Regions from separate parts of the Zea mays genome. Here region 2 is linked to region 1. A link is a contact called in public Hi-C data. All regions are on one chromosome and are shown on one strand. The core of a region is the stretch at or near the end of the contact, and the rest is flanking DNA. Distances in the headings are between cores, read along the strand shown.

Region 1 (7,372 bases), core at 3,565-6,064:
TTTGGGATTTCTGAATTTACCATTTCATTTTTTTTCCAATGTTTATTTATTTTTTTTTCTTATACACATTTTGGGCCTTACACCAGGCTAGGTGGGACACAGCTTGTGGGTAAAGTTGTACCACCTCTGCAGAGTGTAAAACTGATATGTCAGTCGTGCTCACGGTTAAGAGCAACCTGGACCCTCAAATGATAATTGAACTTAAAGATGGAAAAAATAAATCTTGGTCCGATGGTCTACCAGTGGTTTGCTTAAGTGATTTCACTTAAGTTTTTTTGATATAATCTTATGCCTTTGATTAATTGGGATATTTGGGACACACTTACAAGTAGTAAGACAGGTGTTGCTAATAAAATATTGACCAACTAAAATGCTTACCACTTTCTATAGCCTACCTTGTTAACTTTGCATTATTTTCCCCACTTGTTGAGCCCCGACCATAAGTGAGCTCACGCTTGCTAATATTTTGATCAGAGGGTGATGATGGAGACTTCGCAGATGATGTTGATGAATTTTGAGTCTAACGATGCACCAGTCACCTTCTGTGGAAGAGTGTCCATGTTTAATTCCACCGTACTTTGATAAATGATACTTGTTAAGATACTATGTTTTGGATGATGTAAAAAAGTTACTCTACTCTCTTTTACGCCTTTATTGCATTGTTGTTTGATATATTACACTTGTGACGTCAACATATGTGTGGAAAATGGATCCTGGCCCACATATGCCATGCATTCGGTTTTGTCCCCAGAACCGAGTGTGACAGGTGGAATGGGACACCCTTGGCCAAGTAATTATGAAAGCTAGGGAGAGATTACCTTACCCGAGTAGGGGCAAGCGGGGAGGCGTCGCTGTAGAGTATAGGGAGGTCCTCGTGTCGAACTGTTTATAAAGATTTTCTGACGAGGGATTCCTATGCTTCCTTCTTCCTGAATACGTAGTGGGTTTTCTGGAACTAGTGAAACTTTGGATAGGCCTCGTAGTGCTACCCTACCTTGCTTCTTGGTAGAGGTGTATGGGGTCCGTACAGCCCCATGGAAAATGGGTAACACGACTTGTGGGTAAAGATGCGCAACCTCTACAGAGTGTAGAACTGGTATATCAGTCGTGCTCACGGTCATGAGCGGCTCGGACACTCACATGATTAACTTATGAAATTAAACTCAATGTGTCATTTGCATTGCATTGTGGGTGTTGTTATTAATCTTGATCTCTTATTTAATTGGGTTGGTATCTACTTATACCCAGTAACTGCTAATAAAATTCGGACCAACTTTAAAAGCAATGCTCATCTTTAACCATCCTCTTTGGTAAGCCTTACACTTCACATGGGCTCCCACCTTTGGTGAGTTCATGCACATTATTCCCCACAACTTGTTGAGCGATGAACGTATGTGAGCTCACCCTTGCTGTACTCACATCCCCCAGGTCAAGAACAGGTACCACATGATTAGGCGCATGGAGGATGCTGCGATGAGATCGTGATAGGTCTAGGCCGTCGTCTCCCAGTCAACTTTGGTTGCTGGATCGTTGTCTTCGTATGATGTAATTATTTAATTATTTTGTACAGAACTTTGTTATATATTAATGATGTGACATTCATTTATGTACCATGAGTCATCATATGTGTGAGACTTGATCCTAGCACACGTGGCGATTATTTCGCCCCCAGGTTTTGGACCCTAGAATCCGAGTGTGACACAAGTGCTGATAATGCTTTCACCCATATTTCGTTCCTGGTGCATCACATCAATGTTATGCATTAGAATCAAGGCTTTCACATAAGGGAGTTTCCATAGACCACATTTGTGAGTCCATTTATGCTCGGTTCCAAAACCTTCAAAATGATTTCCATGTTCCTTTAGTTTCAAATTATTAAGTCTTGCGAGAATTTCTGGACCACTAAGACGCTTGGGTGGTCCCCTCGTGTCCTTTCTAAAAGCATTCCTATCGAACCTGAATGGGTGATCCTAAGGCAAAAAAACATCTATGGCAATCAAAGTAACATATCTTTCCACCAAACTTAAGTCGAAAGCATAAAGTTTCTTCAGCGCATATTGGACATGTTAGAATACCATGACAACTCCATCCAACAAAGATACCATAAGCCATAAAATCGTGAATCGACCACAAAAATGCAGCTCTCAGGTTGAACTTTTATTTCTTGTAACAATCGTACGCCTCAACTCCTTCCCACAAAATTTTCAATTCTTCAATCAGGGGTCTCATCATCAAATCGATCTTTGTTCCAGGATGATCCAGACCAGGTATTACAGGACACAAGAAAATAAATTCATATTTCATACGAAGAGCTGGAGATAGGTTGTATGGAATAGCAAAGACGGGTCAGCAAGAGTACGAAGGTGCAGTTAGATTGAAAGGCGAGAAATCATCTGTTGCCAAACCAAAGCGGGCATTCCGCACTTCGTCAGCAAAGCTAGAATCAAAGGAATCTAGTGCCTTCCATGCATCTTTATCAGCTGGGTGCGCCATGACATATGGATTCTCACGTATGCCTTCTTTGTGCCACCTCATGTGTCTGGCTGCATTCTTGCATATGAACAAACATTTCAACCGAGGTATAAGAGGCATGTAACGAAGCTGCTTACTTGCTACATCGGTCGTCACGGTCGAACCATCATCGTTTTCAAACTCTACGAATCTACGCTCACCACATACTGTACACTTCTTCTCACTCGTGGTCTCCTTCCAAAAAAGCATATGGTTATTGTCACAGACATCGATTTTTTCGTAATCCATACCTGGCATCTTGTGATTCTCCGGAAGTACATCACTGATCAAGTTCAGAAGCTCCTTGTAGTAGTTGTTTGAGAATGCAAACTTAGACTTAATAGCCATAAGTCGAGTCACGAACACAAGGACGGTCACTTTCGTGTGCTCGTGCAATGGCTCTTCGACAACTTTAAGGAGCTCAAAGAACTTTTGAACCTCAGGCGTAGGAGGATCCTTCTAATTGGAGGGTTGACCGGGGTTCTCCGAATTGACGGGTAGAAGCTCATGACGTACATCATCAAGCATCTCTTCCATCCTATTGTAGTCCCCCTCTTCATGTGACTGAACTTCTGATACAATACGAGGAGGTGGGTCCTCACCGTGGTGCACCCACACCTCATAGCCAGACATATAACCGTTCTTACAAAGATCTATTGACATAGTCCTCCTGTCAAGGAAATAAATGTTCCGACACTTGCTACAAGGGCACCTAACATCGGTTCCAGTCTCTGATCGAGCAAAAGCATGGCCGAGAAATGCGTCAGTCTTGGCAACCCACTCACTTAATAGAGCACCTCTTTTCTTCCAGCCTTCATACATCTATCGACGATCCTCCTACATACTAGATACGAGACGTTAACTTGATTAGTTAAGTAAATCACGCCACTATATCTATAGAAAAGGATAAGTCCCACTACGATACACTACAAAAAACTAGAACCATCGTACCTTATTATGTAGTTCAACTAATAAACCACCAATACAATATTATATACGAAATAACATTGTCATGTGTGACAAATCATATAAAATAACCTTATTTCCGAGGGCATAATAATTACCCTCAGAAACTAAAAGTTTAAATTATCTAAGCACCACTAAGTAAACTAAAACAAACTAAATTAATTACATAATCAAATTCCGGTTATCGGACATAACAAGCTAAACAATATTTAACATACTAATTATTTAATACTCAAAAATGACAACTACAAAACAATATATACATATACAAAATAATACTACAAACAAAAAATACTCACTTAACATGCGGTGAGGGTGGGGCGGGGGCTGGGGTCGGCGGCGGTGGGGCGGCGCCAGCGAGGGCACGATGGGGCGGCCGGGGCAGCACCGGCGGCGGTGGCGGCGGCGGCGTCGTGGGCTAGAGGCTCAATGTGTCTCGGAATGAAACGTTGGACGCCATGGGATTAAACTCCCTTATGTCTGACGGCTGAGTTGGGAGTCATCGGATATAAGGTTATCTCCGACGGCTTGTCTAACAACCGTTGGACATAAGGTTATGTCCGACAGTTTAACTGACTGCCGTCGGATGTACGACCTTATGTCTGACGGTTGTAGGAAGCCGTCAGACATAACGTTATGTCTGATGGCTCCCAAAGGAGCCGTCGGAGATATCTTGACTATCATATGTTTATGCTTTTTTTGTTATGTTTTAGTTTTAAAATGAACTAGTGAACGATAAATGTTCGAAAATAAGGTAATCTATGCTTAGGAGAGTCGTTTAAAACTACAGGTGAATGCATAGGTACGTCCACGTGCGTTATGTCAGTTCAGTTGTAGCGATCAATCTAGTGGTGGCGTGTGGCGTCAGGCGTCACATGGACGCTGCTCATTTCTGCCTCGTGCCGTTTTCGATCGAGCTCATCATGGACCTAACTAACTAGCTAGCTAACATGGATCAATTGGATGATATGATGCTCGATCGCCTAGCTACTAGCACTAGCATATACGCATCTATCAGCTGCATGTTCTATGGGAGATGGAATGCACGGCTAGCTGATTGTACATATGATGTGATGGGAGACACGCGACAGATGAAAAGCAATTCGGCCACGAGATATACTTGTGCTTTTTGACAGATGTCTTATTTCTCAGTTGCACCATTACGATACTTGTGCGATTTGATACTGACCAAACTGTCAAATAAAACTCCAGATACGTAGACAGACACATGCGATATACTTGGATGCACCAAAAAAAAAACACACACACACACAGTACGCACGTGAAATCGCTTAGGTGTGTGGAGGGTGGCGTGGGCTGCATGTTATGCATGCACCTGGGCTTTCCGAGGCCCAGGAAGATATCAATTTGGCTCCGTTGGGCAATGTACGGCCCGTGTAGCTGTCCAATAACACATGACAAGTTAAATACATATGCGTGGCTACGGTTTCTACATAATATATAACAAATAATTTACAAGGGTATACATGATCTCAACCTACAGCATTTAACAACCAATCATCACAACTCTACTCCGAAATGTAGAGCACAACTGAACCCACAAATCTAAGCAAGAACCGAATTACATGTATGGATGTCTCAATGTTTTGTTTGCCTTCAACAATATTTGTCATGAAAAAAAAAGAAATATATTTCCAACATTTGGTAGTACCTCAATGAGAATTCACCGGTCTCCAGTTATTTAGCAAATCGTTGTCACGCCAGCAACAGATGATGACTTCCCTGACATGTAAACATATCTTGGAACGATACTAGCAGTATATCTCACAACTGGATTGAAAATCACATTTTAAATATGTTATGATTAATGAAGGAAAGAGTTTAGTTATATAAGGTCTATTTTAGTAAAACAAAAATGAAAACAACTGTAATATAGAATTCTCAACATTTCAAGACAAATAATCCATATTATCATTTAGCAAAATATGTTCAAGCAGTTAAAACCCAACCATACATTCATGAGATCATAGACAAGTTAGCAAGTAACTGAGATTCCTAGTTGCAACAATGCATAATTACCATTATTTGTAAAATGTGTTATCTAGCAAAGTAGAAGCACTAAGATCAAATTTCTGAAAAGTTCAACACAACCTAACAAGACATGATTAAAGAAAATGCCATGACAATGCTTACTTTAGGAACTAAGACTTTGTGCATCCTGGGTCGCCAACAATATAGACATTGATGTTACCTCTAAGGTTGATACCTTCATGTGTTATATTATGAACATCACCCAAAAGCATAAGAAGTGTCCTCTTAATTTCTTGATGACCGAAGGCATTAGGAAATAAGGTTTCAACTATCTTATTAAATCAATCAGGAAGTGTTCCTCATCCTAACAACCTCATCTTTCTCTTATTCCTGAAAAAGAGATGGTTCTAAACATTAATATAACAACAAAGAGTTTTGAAACAAAAAGGAAATGTTTAGAATACATCCAACAGCCACAAGAAAAATATATAAGAGCTTATAGAGAAACATAGTTCAGTATGCACCCACAATAAATACCAAATCAACAATGAGCATCCAACATTTCATGAGTTCAAAAGATTTGAAGGAGCCTTCATATACTTGTGACAAGAATGTGACAAGAACAATACAGACAATGTAGCCACGGTAAAACCAACTGTCACAATTAGTTTATGACATAATAGAAATGCTAATATTAAAACATATACTCCTACAATTTTTTGTTTTCAGGAACAATAACCTTCCCATTCTTAGTGGAAAAGGAGTAGTTTTTATATTGTGAAATTAACTAACTATGAATTTCTATCTCTCGATGTCACCGGTCATCACTGTCTATGTCCCAATCCTTGATGTCCCCTTCTCTCCTGCCATCTGTGACCTAATAACATTTAAGGTAAAACATATTGATATGTTAAGAACATGTTAAGATGACACTAATCGGATGAAAAAAGGGAAAATACCAATCGGGTCAAGGTGGCGTTGTGTGGCAGGTGTATGGAGCTGGTTGATCCTTTTTTTACTTTTACCTTTGTGTTTATTATAACATGCTTCCTTGTCCAAATTAATACAAAGCATAAGCAAAAATGATATGTGTGACTAAATAACTAACCAAACATAGAAATGGAGCACCAACCCATCAATGGGAATAAAATCTATTCTAACTCTAGGTGATTGTTCTTTTGCATTCAAAAAACCTGATAGTCCTAACTCCAATAGTCCATTGATGTGAATGAGGTGTGACCTCTTTTAGAGGTCTATGATTCATTCTGTATCGATGAGAAAGTCAACTAGAACATGAAGAAATAAACACATTTGATATTCATGTTGACCAGAGTATTAAATTATGAATAATGAAATCACCAAAGTATGTTATATAGTAGAGCAAAGCACCCAAGAAACCATGAAGACTCTAAAAACACGCAAAGGGTAGAGTTGAGTTTTTTTACTACCAAAATATAGATTTGCCAAATTTTCTTTCGAGGAAAACAAAAAAGGCTGAGATGATGATTGGCTTGTCTTGCTCATCAAAGCAGACATGATCTAAAATGTTAGATATTTATTAGTATATTTGCACTGACATTAAGGTCTAAGTAAAAGAAATAAACTTGACAAGATTGGTATGAACAAATGTGCATGGCGTAAGATCTTGTTTAAAAAAATATCAAACAAAGGGTACGAAAAGTGTAAGGTTGGCATTATTACCAAATTCATTTTCCTGCCTGACCACACATGATCATAAGATAAATCAACATCTAACTCTATATATGCGATTATTTTAGGTAAACACAATTGTTTATGACATCAAATACATCATTTTATATGGCACAACAACAAAAACTGAAATTTGTGTAATGTTCTTGAATCGTGCATCATTAATGAATAAAAATATTGTAGTTCACATCAA
Region 2 (7,372 bases), core at 1,585-4,084, 820 kb before region 1:
CTCCAACTGTGTTGTATGGAGCGGCTAGCGGCATGCTAGGGGACACCCACATGTTGTCTTTGCGCCTCTTCATAGGCACGTCGATCTCTGTCGGTTCATCGTCGCCACTCGCCACTACTGATCGGGAGGTTCTGCCATCAACATCGTTATCATTGTCTTTGCCTCGCACGCCGTCCATCTGTCCAACCAATCGTGCACGCGACCTCACCCTCCCGTGACGTCTGTCGTCTGCCGCGAGTTTATTAACCAAGCGCAAGGGTTGCGGCTATGTCGCCTCTTCGGGCAGCAGCGTCGCCATTCGTCGTCGACCCCCGCCGTCACATCTACATCGTCGTCGACTCCGTCGGTGTGCGTCTCATGTGCGTGGTCTGCGAACTGTTCGACACCTGCGAGCTGCGTCAGCACATCCGTCGATCTGCATTTCACCTGCATGCTACGTCGACACCCTCCGTCGCTGGTCTGCACCACGTTCGTCATCAAGTTCTTCGCCGACAAGTACTGCCGTCGCGCTCCACTTGTGTTGTCGAGTCTCTTCTTCCTGTGTGTCGTGGCTCTCACCGCCGCAACTCCAGGATCCTCGATGCGTCACCACGCCTACCTCTTCGCCTTCTTCCAGCACGACCTTGTTGCCAGCATCGCCATCTCATCCTCACTACTTTGTCTACTCCGATTTGACAACCATGAGCTACGACGACACTCCTGCCATACTACACCACAACCGTCGTGGAGGTCTTCTCTGTTGGTCCCTTCAGACGCTGACACTTGGTTGGGGCTTCTACCTAGTACATGCGGTACTGGCAACGCCAACACGTGCATTCGTCTACGACGTGTTTCCAGGCATGGCAAACCTGAAGCACGCCTCGTCCACTGCGGTTTGATAGCACGTCCTCGGCATCGGCTACTTCCTCTACGACTGTGTCGCCGTCTTCGTCTATGGCACCCTCCTGCGCCACCGTCACCCTGGTGCCTCCTGGCATGCAGCGGGCCTTCCCGCGTGCTACGCCTACGCCCACGACTTGTGCGGCTTGTCTTCTTTGGCGTCCTCGACAACTACATCGACCACAGCTACCCGACGCATAGCACCTCGATAACAGCTCGGCGCCCTTGCACTCGGTTATCTCGACATAATCGGCATAAAGGGCTATCGTCTACATGGGCCACTCCAGTCGCAACATTCGCACCGGCGTTTTGACTATGGGGGATATCTCCATTATTCCGAGGGCCCAAAAGCCATGTTAGAGTATATTAGACATGTTAGAGTATATTAGGCAAATACTGATATGGTTGATTTAGGATTGATCGTAATCCCGGGATAATCTTCCTTGTGTCTAGGATAACCTTCTTTATCTCTACGATAGGCTTCTTGCCCTCCAAGTCATGTACTCTTATATATTCTCCCTAAAGGCTTAATGCAATATCATCCCACACATTATACGCAATATCACCTTCTTATAGTCCGTTCAGGCAATGTCAGACCATCAACAATACATTCCCTGGTGCCAAAAGCCAAACTTGACTCCCGGGTAATAGAATTTGTGGCACGCTGTCCATGGCCTGAGTCCAGCTCATACTGTTGTGGAGTACTACAGTTGTACCACGCGCGCACTTGCTGTATGTTTCGGGTAGACGCTGTGATTTGTTACGGTTCTTGTGTTGTAACATAGAAATTTTTTGTCCTTGTCTAACTATAGAAATAATTGTAAATAATCTTTGTGCCAGCATCGATAAAATTTTGTTGAATTTGTGGTTTTATCTAATAGGTATTTTATTCTCGAATTTTTTTTTAAAAAAAATACAGACTATGCCTACAGAAATTGCAACAAAAAACATAAATTTTACTATAAAATATACTCCCTCCGTTCCAAAATAGTATTTGTTTTAGCTCTTGATATTTATGTGATTATGTCTATATTCAACTATATGATGATGAATGTAGACACATATATAGAGCATATACACCAATTATTGTATGAATCTACTAAAAAGGAAAAAAAACGAAATGTATTTTGGTACAGAGGGAGTATGTAATAACTGAATTTTAGCAAATCCCTTGAATCTAAGCTCATATAAACTGGATCAATTGTATTATCTGAAGGAAGATGCTATGTGACGTGTCCTCGTTATAAAATCAAAATCGCAGAGCGAAAGGCCCTCAAACTGATACCTGGTGAACATTTTGACCTCAGGAACGCCGCCATTTCCTGCTACCTGCTCTTCCCCTGCAAACGAAAATATCGTGCACGGCAATCAGAGTTGAACTTGGGCATAATACATATGCATGTAAGTGCGTTAGGTCCGGACACAAACAGCTTAAGGCACGCCAGTTCCAGTTATCAACCCCAACGAGAAAAAAACACTGCCGTTTGGTGGTGGTGGGGAGGGGGGATTAAATCCCTTGCTAGTCAAATTTTAATAGAAAGAGATTTAATACCTCTCAATCCATGCAACCCCTGCCGAACAAGGCCTAAAGAAAGAGGAACCTCTGCCCCCCATAACCTGAGTCCTGAGATTGTTGGCGGGCGCTCTAGCTGTCCTCGCCAGCCGCTGACGAAGAATCCGAACACCAGCTGAAGTTGAACACAGCCGCGATCCCCAGGTTGAGAGGAAGGGATCGGCAGCACGGAGTGGCGCGGAGAGGAGGAGAGGAGGGGAAGCGGCGGCACGGTAGGGTTTTGGAGTGCTCAGTTTCGCACAGCAGAAAGGGGAGGCAGGGTAAGTCAAGGGAAGGGTAGGGAAGGGCGTACCAGGTGGCTGCTCGTCGTCGCCGCCGCCGCCGTCGCCAGAAAAGCCGCCGTGAGAGAGGGAGGAGGTGAAAACGACTGCAGGAGGTTTTTGTCCAGGACATCGTCGACCGGCCCATATAGAGTAATGGGCCTACAGTTAAGCGGTGCCCAGATCGTTTAAAATATGGAGCCCATTTTATTTATTTAGAATTCGTCTTTCTTATTATTGATCTCTAACGGCTGTGCAAGCTATCCTTATGCGTGGATGAAAGCGGTCAGAAAACACATCTATCGTTTCTATTTTTACATTTATTTTGCGGGACAGTATTGGAAATTGGAAAATGGATATATCGGAAATGGAAACCAACGAAATAAATAGGGAGTCAAAAACAATACAGGTGTTGTTTGGTTCGCATATTGGTAACGTGATGGATAACGAATAACGTTAAATCATGTTTGTTTAAGTTCAATCGTAATTAAATACCTCACTAGAAATTAATACCAACATATTTAAACTTATTATCGTTGGTACCTAAGTGTGAATCATTACCATTACCATTTATGTTACATTTTATTATCTAAACGGTACCACAATTCGGTCGGGTACGGTGTCTAGAGGGGCGGATCTATTTTGCATCAACTCCTGATTTCGAATCGATATGCGTTGCAAAGTCCGAGTACGAGGAGATGGGATCAGTGGTGTCCACCGCACCCCTTGGCGAAATCATCTGTAATCGGGATTTGTCCGGACGCATCGCGAAATGGTCTCTCAAGCTCAACGGGCTTGACATCAGCTACATCCCTAGAACTGCGATCAAGTCCGAGGCTATTGCCGACTTTGTCGCGGAATGGACAGAGGCCCAGGAGCCACCTCCGATCGAGGACCCAGAGTACTGGACCGTGTACTGGAGCTAGAGGAAGTGGAGGACAAGCAAAAACTCACCAGATCACTCAACCTTGCATGGTTGAAAGGCATGAGTCCACTCTCGTCTGTGAAGTCTTATTTCACCCGTGCCGTGACAGCGAGAACGTGGGCGACGATCTCCTCCATACTCAGATTCATGACGGAGTGGCGATCTAAGTCGCCCTCGCTAGTGAACTGTCACATCGCCCTCAGGCATGGCCACGAGTGGCTGAAGGCGGCATTGCACAAACATGTGAATCAGTCTCTCGACGGAGAGGCCTCTCCTGCCTTGCTTGGCAATAACGTCCAACATGTACGCAATATTCGACTTGAACCTCTTCTCCGCGATGTAAGTTCACTCGAGCTTGGCCGCCAGGACACACCCGGTGAACATAGGAGCGCTCCTCTCAAGGTTCCGAACGTAGAACCACTTGCCCTCATAGCTGCGGATGGAGGATGGGTGGGGGATTGACAAGTAGGATCATTTTCATGATCCACGAAGCTAGATGTTGAAGGAGCCAACGAACAATTGGTCGCCCCGGCCAAGGCTCACCCGCGTGCTGAAAAAGTGCTTCTAGAGCTTCCAATGGGGAGCCATGTCGAGATAGGCCTCGCATAGAGTGATGAAACATGCTATGTGGAGGACGGTGTTTGGGTAGAGGTTATGGAGCTCCAACCCATAGTAGAAGAGAAGCCCCTGCATGAACAAATGTAGGAGGAGCCCAAAACCATGCTCGTAAAAGGAGGCAAGCACCACGACCTCGCCGTCGCGCAGCACTGGAGTGTTGCCTTCCTCCTCCAGGCACCAATCGGAGATCAGTTTCGCGGGGAAGGAACCCCCTTCCCCTCCAAGTCCACGAGCCGAGCACGGGTGAGGTGCACAAAGGAAAGGCATCCATGAGTTACGATAGGAGGAGATCGCTAGGGAGGAAGGCGAGCAAAGGGAGGAAGACGAACAGAGGAGTGTGTGATGGCCGCCAAGGAAGGAAAAAGGCAGATGCTTAGGCACAAAATTTTGGTAAGCGTAACCGAACCCAAATGCCCTCATGCTCTGTTTTATGCGTAGGAACGAGAAACCCAAGTGGTGCCTGAAAGGTGGGCTCCCCGCGAGCTACCTAGGAGGATCCGCCGCTCCAGGATACCGCCGCCTCGGATGTCGAGTGGAGGACTGCGCGTTTTGTTGGGCGCAAACCGCATCGGACATAGCTTCGAGGCAGCACGCGACAGGAGAAGCGACGGCAACGGGGAAGGACGGTTAACCACCCAGTCACACCACTTGAGCACGAAACGCCCAACGAGCCGTTTTGCATCCCATCAAGACACCCACGCCAAGCAGCATCATGATGACCCCTATTTTACCGTGCTACCCTAGTAACTAAATCGTGTTGCTTAGGTAAAAATCCCAAAATACACCTCAAACTCCTCACACAGAGCGAGGGGTGGACTGAGCAAGCTCCTAGTGAGCCGCAATCTAGGTGATCAGCACATAGGTCATTTGCTCGCATGCATGTCCAAGGTCGAACCTCACATTCTCTTGCAGAAATTCGACTGCTGGGGTGGCCATAGGGCCCCCTTTGGTCGACTAGGCCGACCAAAGGGCTGAGACATGATTGAATAAGGAATGACTAAATGAGATGCCCCCACCAGGCCGAGCCTCCTAGTGGGCCCACTTGTCGAAACCAAACCCTACCAAAGGGTGATCAGATATCACTTGGATAACTTGTTTGAAGTTTGATGGCCACCTTCCACGTGTCGACTAGGTCAGAGAAATGCAACGCTTCTCTCGAAAAGGACCTCATAAGGGCTTCCGAGGGGGGAAGTGTGCCGATCAAGGATCAAGTGCTCAGAGGATGATCGACACAGAAGATCACCACTCGAGGATTATGCCCGACTCCGGCGCACCATGGACTCACACTCCGTGTGTGACGACCATCGCAGGCAGGTCTGTCCCTAAACTACGCAAATACCACGTAAACCCCCAAGTGATTCACATGATCGCTCGAGGCTACATCTAGCAGATGCGCTTGCGTGCACCTGAGATTTTGACCGTCAGCAGTAGCCGAACAAAAGTGGACCCACGCTCAATGTGTGATGACCATCGCAAACGGGGTTAGTCCCTAAACTGCGCAAACATCAAGTAAACCCCCAAGAGATGCACATGAATCGCTCAGGGGCTACATCTAACAGATGCGCTTGTGCGCACTCGAGATTTTGATCGTCGGCTATAGCCGAACAAAAGTGGACCCACGCTCAATGCATGACAACCATTGTAGACCGGGTCAATCCCTAAATTGCGCAAACATCAAGTAAACCCCCAAGCGATTCAAAAGAATTGCTTCAGGGCTTGGGGACTACATCTAGCAGATGCGCTTGCTCGCACCCGAGATTTTGACCATCGGCAGTAGCCGAACAAAAATGGACCCACCCTCAGTGTGTGATGACCAATCGCAGGCAGGGTCCGACCCTAAACCGCGCAATAAACCCCCAAGCAATTAAAATTGCTCGGGGGATGTTGTCGGGTACCTAGGAATAGGATACCCAAAATAAGGCCAATAAACCTTCTTGCGGACTAAAGTCTTCCTGCTGAGCAAGACAATGAGGCAGAGCGGCCGACCAAGTCCCCACCGAGCAAGCCAACGACAAGGAGCGACCAACCAAGTCCCTATTGTGCAAGGCGGCATGACGAAGCGACTGAACAAGTCCCCGTCAAGCAAGCCAGTGAGGCGGAGCGGTCGACCAAGTCCCCACCGAGCAAGCCAACGACGCAGATCGACTGACCAAGTCCACGCAGTGTAAACCAGCGAGGCGGAGCTGCCGACCAAATCCTCGACGAGCAAGCCAGCGAGGCAGAGCGACCGACCAAGTTATCACCCGAGCAAGCCAGCGAGGAAGAGCTACTGTCCAAGTCCCCGTCGAACAAGCTAGCGAGGCGGAGCGGTCGACCAAGTCCTCGTCGAGCAAGTCAGTGAGGTGGAGCTACTGACCGAATCTCTGCGCCCACGAGCTATGCCCACGAGGTGGAAATCTGAACCCAGTGAAGCGAGCCCATGCCCACCACGAAAGACACGTCTTCACCACACCACGCCTGAACGTGCACACACTGCACAAGACAAGCCCAGGGGGAAGACCTTAGCATAGTACTCCCAACAGTAGCACGCGTATCGAGAAAGACGAGACAACACATCATAGTGAGCGTATGTATCGTATAGGATGGGAGGAGACGCAAAGCGTGCGACGGGTGAAGCCACGCCATGTACGACCACATCCAAGGACATACTCATGGGACCTGCCATGTACTGCCACTAGGACATCATCAACGGACTCGATATAAGAACCGGCACGGAGGACGGAGCCAAGTCAGGGGTACATATATGCACAAAAATGGGACCCAGTTCGTTGACCCAGGCGGATAGGGCTGCCTTTCTTCTTCTTCTTCTTCTTCCCTCTCTCTCTCTTTGACTCTTTTGGGCTCTCCTTCTCTTCAGCAAGGAAGGGACCCCACTATAAGGCTTCTCTCTTGAGATATAAAAGAGAGTGCTCCATCCTCCAAAGCAACACATGAGCACATCAGTTGTAACACGCTCTAGAGCAATACTACGATCAACACTATACTAGACTAGGGCGCCAGCCTGAACCAATATAAACCCACCGCCTCAATCCATCGCTCGAGTCCCCTGGACTCACCATTCGGACTGAGTCCACGCTAACTTCCCCTCCAAACACAAATCTTAGTATCCCTGTTTTC

The links. Hi-C and Micro-C count contacts between places; a contact is called where the count stands out from the background.
Region 2: a contact with region 1 is called in a Hi-C map of leaf, with 4 times the contacts expected there. The contact joins the promoter of LOC100282366 here to the enhancer-like site in region 1. A contact is called at or near these places in 7 of 25 Hi-C or Micro-C datasets (bundle sheath, ear, leaf and 3 more).

Annotation. Positions count from the first base shown.
Region 1 is chr3:112,621,108-112,628,479 of Zm-B73-REFERENCE-NAM-5.0, reverse strand. No RefSeq gene overlaps it. Among protein-coding and RNA genes, the nearest start is that of LOC103650266, 69 kb to the right of the region's middle. Within about 2 kb of position 4,814, at least 15 of the 20 cell types and tissues checked have an H3K27ac peak or open chromatin away from gene starts, as enhancers often do. A contact at or near this core is called in bundle sheath, ear, leaf and 1 more, where this site is marked.
Region 2 is chr3:113,435,689-113,443,060 of Zm-B73-REFERENCE-NAM-5.0, reverse strand. LOC100282366 (Ribosomal protein L14p/L23e superfamily protein) reads right to left here and starts at 2,834. Exons shown (of 4, transcript NM_001313847.2): 1 at 2,745-2,834; 2 at 2,165-2,219. The coding sequence starts at 2,198. LOC118476684 reads right to left here and starts at 32. Exons shown (of 1, transcript XM_035966265.1): 1 at 1-32.